2 separate regions of the Mus musculus genome follow, and region 1 is linked to region 2. Evidence: chromatin contacts called from public Hi-C data. All regions are on one chromosome and are shown on one strand. Each heading gives the region's core, a stretch centred on a gene start, on an enhancer-like site or on the middle of the called end of the contact. The rest is flanking DNA. Distances are from core to core; before and after follow the strand shown.

The links. Hi-C and Micro-C count contacts between places; a contact is called where the count stands out from the background.
Region 1: a Hi-C map of embryonic stem cells shows a contact between it and region 2, with 9 times the contacts expected there. The contact joins two enhancer-like sites. A contact is called at or near these places in 5 of 484 Hi-C or Micro-C datasets (the G1E-ER4 cell line, the HPC-7 cell line, embryonic stem cells and 1 more) and 1 of 115 datasets of contacts at active chromatin or transcription factors (astrocytes).

What each region holds. Positions count from the first base shown.
Region 1 is chr8:85,480,724-85,484,330 of GRCm38.p6, reverse strand. No RefSeq gene overlaps it. Among named protein-coding and RNA genes, the nearest start is that of Gpt2, 10 kb to the left of the region's middle. Within about 2 kb of position 2,265, at least 85 of the 459 cell types and tissues checked have an H3K27ac peak or open chromatin away from gene starts, as enhancers often do. A contact at or near this core is called in embryonic stem cells, where this site is marked.
Region 2 is chr8:84,305,264-84,308,906 of GRCm38.p6, reverse strand. No RefSeq gene overlaps it. Among named protein-coding and RNA genes, the nearest start is that of Ccdc130, 37 kb to the right of the region's middle. Within about 2 kb of position 1,381, at least 5 of the 459 cell types and tissues checked have an H3K27ac peak or open chromatin away from gene starts, as enhancers often do. A contact at or near this core is called in embryonic stem cells, where this site is marked.

The sequences.
Region 1 (3,607 bases), core at 1,016-3,515, 1.2 Mb before region 2:
ACCTTTCACTCTCACCAGCAGGGCAAAGGATTCCCTGCCAGCCACTCTCCAATATTCAGACCAACGCAGACCAACACCCCATCACTATATTAGAGACCAAGTGTTCAAATGCCTGGTAATATGGAAGACATCTAATTCAAACCACCACAGGTTCCCTGGAACTGCAATTATAGGTGTTAGCATTCTAAGTTCCGCCCCACAGTTACCTGGCAACAGTCAGGTATGCCTGACTCACTATAAAAGGGCCTGCTTGCCCCACTCCTCTGTCTCTTGCTTTCTTGCTCTTGCCTTGCTCCCACTCTCTCCCTATTCCCCTCCCCCTCTCTCCATATGCTCATGGCCAGCCTCTACTTCTCTCTCTCTCTCTGCCTCTACTACCCTCTTGACTCCTTCCCTGAATAAACTCTATTCTATATTCATATGGCTGGTCCCTCGGGGGGAAGGGATGCCTCAGCATAGGCTCACAGAGGCACCCCCTTCTCCCATACCTCATCACACGTCCATAAAATATATCCCCCCCTTTTTTTGAGGGGGGCGTTGAGACAGGGTTTCTCTGTATAGCCCTGGCTGTCCTGGAACTCACTTTGTAGATCAGGCTGGCCTCGAACTCAGAAATCCGCCTGCCTTTGCCTCCCGAGTGCTGGTCTTTATCTTTTTTTAATATATTTTTAAAAGATTTATTATTATACATAAGTACACTGTAGCTAACTTCAGACACCAGAAGAGGACATCAGATCTCATTACGGGTGGTTGTGAGCCACCATGTGGTTGCTGGGAATTGAACTCAGGACTTTTGGAAGAGCAGTCAGTGCTCTTACCTGATGAGCCATCTTGCCAGCCCTCTTTATCTTTTTATAAACACTTCATACGGTTCTGTGACTGGGATTTAGAAACTCTGCAGGTTTGCATCCCCCTGCTATCACATGGAGAGCCAATGCTCCCGAGCCAAACTTTGGAGAACTGCTAAGCCCACTGCCCACACTGCTCAGAGTAAATGTCTCCATGGTCCCAGGGGAGAGTTCTTGAGCTCAGAGCTACCCCTGTACTGTCCTTGAGGATAGAGACATTCAGTCGTTTCACTGACCCCTTCTAGGACTTTTCCCTTGGGTGAGATTTTCCTCTCTCCTTTGAGACCATTTCTTTATCAATGCTGAGAAATCCCTGAGCCCGGGTGAACTGTTCTCTATAGCACTGGGACACTGGCCCAGAGTTTAGCCCCCAGCCGCCACATGACAACATGGTGGTCTGGCCTGTGCTAGAATCTCTCTGTTTATCTATAATGCCCTCAGGACTCTGGTAGGGCAGTTAATAACCCTATTCTCTTACCCATGGGTCAGTCTTCACTTCCTTGTCCCTATTTACTGGACTGCCTTGATCTAATTCACAGTAAGCAGAAAACAATATCTCTACATGGCCATTAACCTGGCACTTTCTCGCCAGTGTAGGCTTCCCCACCCCCCTCCCTCATTTGTTCACTCCCAAAAATATGGCTACTGTCACCACTGGTTTGCCTCTGGAAAAGCAGGTCTGGCCCCACCTGCCCTTCCTCCTCTCGTATTTCCTCCTCAGCTCTGCTCCAAGTTTGCCATGTGAAAAGCGGGTCTGGCCCCACTCTTTGCATCCTGCCAGGGACTCTGTGAGACTTGCTTTCCCACAAGCAGGCAACCATCTGCCGCCCCTACACTTGTGCTCTCTCTCACTCAGGACTCCTGTGCTCTGCCCACCACCGCCCTTACTTGACTGCCTGCTACAGCCACAAGAAAAACAGCTTTCTTTCGGTCTCCTTTGGACTCTGTTAATTGAAAAGCTGTTTTCTAGGGGGCAACCACATGGTCCATCTGTAACGCCCTCTTCTGGAGAGTCTGAAGGCAGCTACAGTGTACTTACATATAATAAATAAATAAATCTTAAAAAAAAAAAAAGAAAAGCCATTTTCTGTGCGCACACACACTTACACATGTGCGCTCGACCGTCTGCCTGTGCTTGTTCATGTGCACACACACACACCTGTGTTGTGAGTTCTCTCTCTCTCTCTCTCTCTCTCTCTCTCTCTCTCTCTCTCTCTCTCTCTCTCTCTGGCAGGGACTCAGAAAGTGAGTGGCTAACCCCACTGTGCACTACAAGAATAGCGTGCATGTTGCTGGGATACTGAACAAACTACTTCAGGTGCTTCCCTTCCTCTGCCCACCGTGGGGTGGTGCAGTGCCAGCTCGCAGCTAGAAGTACTGGTCTGGGACTTCCGGCTACTAGGAGGAAGCTCTGCCCCACTTGCCTGTGTCAGAGCCATGCGCACCACAGAATGGCACTTCCCCCTTAACACCGTTGTTGCTGCTGCTGCTGCCCCCGCCGCCACCACCATTCAGCAGCGCTGTAGCCCTGTGTGCCTTGGGGGCCCACGCTACTATTGTGCTCCTAGTGATCTGTGCTCCTCAGGCTGTGGGCTGCACACCAGTTCCCCCTCCACCCAAGTGCACTCCTGGTGCCTCAACTGCACATGTGTGTGTCTGCCTGTCCCTCACTCCACAGACTAGCCATTCCCCAGGCTTGCCTGCCTGCTTAGTTCCTGTCACAGGCCTGAACCCAGTGGGACAAACTCATTTTCTGTCCCCACGATCTCAAGCCACTACTGCCAGCTCTCTTACTCTGGTCCACGCCAACTCTAAGCCATGTGTTTTTCTACTAATACAAAATGTGTTTTTCTCTACTTACACAACCTGTCAAAGTTACTTACGATTTTTATTCCTATCCTATCTTGATAAATAATGATTTTTGCTACTGCCATTAAATCATGGTACACTCTATTCAGATATAACCAATCGATACAGCCCTCACTCTTGTCAGAAGTCTTCTCACTATTAATATATTTAAGTTCATGACTAATAGAATCTCCTGAAGTCTAACAGTTCTGAGACCCAAAAGGTCTCAGAAGAATTGGACACAGCTACAAGATACTGCCTGGATTGTGGTGTGATAACCACTGAGAAACGCAATGGACAAAACTGGATACCCTGAGTCAAATGACTTATATTGCCTATATCAAGGTAAGTCATTTCTTATAGCACATGTATCCTTTTCACAGAGAAAAAGGCTCTATATCTTCTGGGCTTGGAAGCCAGACTGACTCTGCCCAAATTGCCATGGAGACCATAGAGGCCATAAGAAACTGGACTATAGGTGAACTCTGTCATTTTTAAAATAATATATGCCTACTAGATTATAATTTATTCTTCCTCAGATTTCTGACTACATTGACAGCTAAGGTAACTGTAGGTTGACAGCTAGGAGACAGAGCTAACTTCTTACCTAAACTCAGTTTCCATCAATTAAATGCTTCATATTTCTTCTTCTTGCTATGCCACTGTCCTAACACTATTCGAGTTCTTATAAATTTGCCTAACTCAAGTGAAACATTTCACTATACGATCCAACTACATAATCACAAATTCTTGTTCCTTCTGACCCACAAAAGGCTCATCTTAAAGACTATACATGTTGTTAGCTTATGTTGTTATCTCTTTTGTAAACTTATAAGCTACAGGAAACCCACTCAGATCCACCTCTCATGGACCCAATAGACTCCATCCAGATAAGTCCATCTGCTAATCAA
Region 2 (3,643 bases), core at 132-2,631:
AGGTACAATATAGACTTTGTTATTTTATTTTACACCTTTTTTTGTTTATTAAAATTTTATTATAAATAATTTGTGATTTTAAAAAAATCACTGCATGAAATTACAGACACAAAATGTATCCACCTCAATGAACTTCTGTTCAGTTGGAACAGCCATTCTGAAACTGGAGTTTCACTTTGGCCAGGCTGGCCTTGAACTTACCACTCTCTTGCCTTAGCGTCCTAAGTGGGACTCACAGGCCTGTCCCACTATAACTGCTTCCTGGTGGCTTAACTGGTTGCTTTATGTTTTCTGTAAAAGGCCAGAAGGTTTTGGTTTGCAGGCCATGTGGCCTCTGTTGCTCTGATGCAATAAATCCTGCTCTGCTGCTGCAAGTGACAATAAACTTAAACAGTACAGACAGAAAGCCTGTTGCTCAGCAGATAAGTGGGGACTGGCTTAGCTTGTGCCCTTGGGGTATTCAGGCACCAGTGCAAGCTGGGGTGCGGGGGGGGGGGAGGACTTCTCCGAGGAGGTTTTTAGAGTTACAGCTCTCTTTATTCAGGGGTAAATAAGGGCTGTATAAACCTTGGGGAGTGGGTAGGGGTTTCCAAGGTGTGTGTACATTACTGACTGGGGGTGAGGTGCTGGGAATGCTTCATTTACACAAAGAAGAATTCCAGGTGCTTGCTGTAGGGAGAAGAGAAGTTAAACTTGTAATATGGCCATCAGGCTATGTGACTATATCAAGAGTGATGAAGGTGGGAGTCCCAAGGATAGCACTGTGGCATCAGACAGGGAGGTGAGCGAGCCTTACTCTTGCTGTCTCAGAATGAGATTTTCGGGTTTTGGACTTGTCAGGGCCTAAGTCTTGCTCCAGGCATGCTCCCTGACAACCATTCCACATCTCGTGGGTCAGTTTGTATCACAATTAAGAAAGCATACTGTGCTTCCAGAGACCTGAGATTGGTATCCAGCATCCCTGTATCAGGCAGATTAAAGCTATATGTAACTCCAGCTCCAGGCCTCTGCAGGCACCAGACATGAGCATACCCGACTATAGCTCAGTTGGCAGAGGCCCTGAGTTTTCAACAATAACCAGGCATGGTACCACAAGTCTGTCATCTCAGTATTGTTCTTGTGACTTTCCTGTATGTCTGAACACAGCCTAAATGAAATGCTAGTAAAATGTCATACAGTTTATTGCTGGGGTTTATGTGTTTGCATGAGTGTCTGCCACTCATATGCAGGTGCCCTTAGAAGGCAGAAGAAGGTGTCCAATCTCCTGGAGCTAGAGATTCCAGTGAATGGGGTACAGCCACCCAGTAGGGATGCTGAGAACAGGCAAATGTGCATACTCACACCTACAATCCCAGCTCTTGTATAGTGTTTTGCATGAGAATGTCCCCCACAGGCTCCTGTATTTGAACACTTAGTCTGGTGTTGGTGCTGATGTTTGGGGAGACCCAGAAGGTGTGGCCTTGCTTGAGGAAGTATCTCACTGGAAGTAGGCTTTGAGCATTTACACTCTCTGCTTTGTGTCTGGGGTTCAAGATGTGAACTTTCCGCTTGCGGATTCGGCCACGATGCCTGCTTCCATGTTGTCCCCAGCCATCATGGCTTCTAACCCTTGTGGAACCAAATAAACTCCTCCTTCCTGTAAGTTGCCTTGGTCATAGTGTTGTATCACAGCAGAAGTAACTAACACAACTTGAAAAGCTGGAGGACTGAAGCAACTTCTAGGCCAGCCTGGAATATAGAGTATGAGACTGTCTCAAAATACAAAAACAACATGTTGGGCTTCTTAAAATACTAATTAATTGATTGATTTGGGGGAGGAGGAGCTTGTCTGCCCTGGTTTGCATACAGAGACAAAAGACAATCTGTTAGAGTCAGTCCTTTCCTTCCACCATATGGATGTCAGAGATCCAACTTACAGCACCAGGCTCAGGGGAAAGTCCCTTTACCTGATGATGTTTCACTACACACACACACACACACACACCGTTCTGAGACAGTCTCATGTAGCCCAGGCTGGTCTGGAACTCCCTATGTAGATGAGGATAGCCTTGAGCCTCCAGTCTTCCTGTCTCCACCTCCTGAGTTCTGAGATTTTACAGGCATGCTTTACCACACACAGTTCATGTGGCCCTGGGGATGGAATCTAAGGCCTCATGCAGTTTAGGCAAACATTTTACCAACTGAGCTATGGCTAACTAATTTTTTCAAACTTTATTTTAAATAATGGTTCTTAAATGCTTAGCTTGAATATTTTAACCTCCCTTGTCGCCCACCACCCAGGTAGTGGAAAAGAAAGGATTCAGGGTGGGAGTGGGGTAGGGGAGAGCGGACCTTTTTTTAGAGAGGTTCTTTGGAGCAACTCCCATCTGTGTTGTCTGGAAATCGGCAGTTCAGTTCACAGGCAGCGGCAGCTCAATCCACTCACAAACATTTCAGGGATACACCAGCCATCTAGTTTGGTAGAGCTGAATTAGCAACAGCGGTGACATGACCTAGCAGAGACAGCCAGGCCTCAGCCTCAGCTTGAGTCAGCAGGAGGGACCAACAGGAACACCAGGAGTTCTCTGCTGTGCCTCTCTCAGGGAAGTAAAGATCAGTGAAGACTAGAGACCTACAAGCATTGCACAGCTAGCTGTACTAACAAGCCAAGCTCTGTCTCTGTCTCTCCATGGAGTCCATTTATACCCTTTAAGCATCACATGTCCTCCACGTGCCTTGCCACAGCACAGGTCTTGCCTCCAATCAGCCTGAATCCAAGGAAGTAGGCAAGAAACTGCAGTACACCACTAGAAATTTTTTGGAGTACTTCTCTGGACAGAGTTCCAACAAATGCAGCAGTGTAAGGTGGACCAATTCATGTGCGTTATTAGCAAAGAATCCTTCATCACGTGCCCTTTCGTGTGCTTCCTTTAGCAGAACATCCTCTCTCCTGTATCTGCTTCAGTGAAACATTCCTTCACTAGTCTGCCTTAGTCATTCTCCTGTGTCCACTTTAACGAAATGTTCCTTCACATGTTCACCCCAGCAAAACACCATCCAACTGACTTTCCAAAGAACCCTTCAGGTTCCACTTCAGCCCAGTCCCGGAGTTTTGACTATTTCAAATAAATGTCTTTGAGTGCTGGGTATGTTAGCACATACATTTAATCCCAGCACTCAGAAGACAAAGGCAAGTGGATCTAGAGCTTGGTCTACATAGTAAGTTCCAGGACAGCCAGGGCTACCAATGAGGCCCAGAGGAAAGGGACCTCGAAAAAGGAGACATACGGACAGGACAGAGTGGAGGGTGCTGTGGCTTAGATGTAAAATGTCCCCCTTAGGCACTCTCTCTTTCGACACTCAGGTCCCAAATGTGGTGCTATTTGGAGAAGTTGAGGAACCTTTGGGAAGTGGAGTCTTCCTGGAGGAAGCATGTCCCTGGGAACACATTCCTGGAAGGTCTTGAAATTTATTTATTTTATTGCTAGGCCCCTCCTGATCACTCTTTGATCCCTGCATGGGGATACAATGTAACCTGCATGGGATACAATGTAACCAGCTCCTCTCACTTTCCCCTCCATGACAGACTATGTCTTCTTGGACTGTAAACGCCAATAAACCCTTCCTCTCTTTTAATTTTTATTTAGGGGTGTGTGTGTGTGTG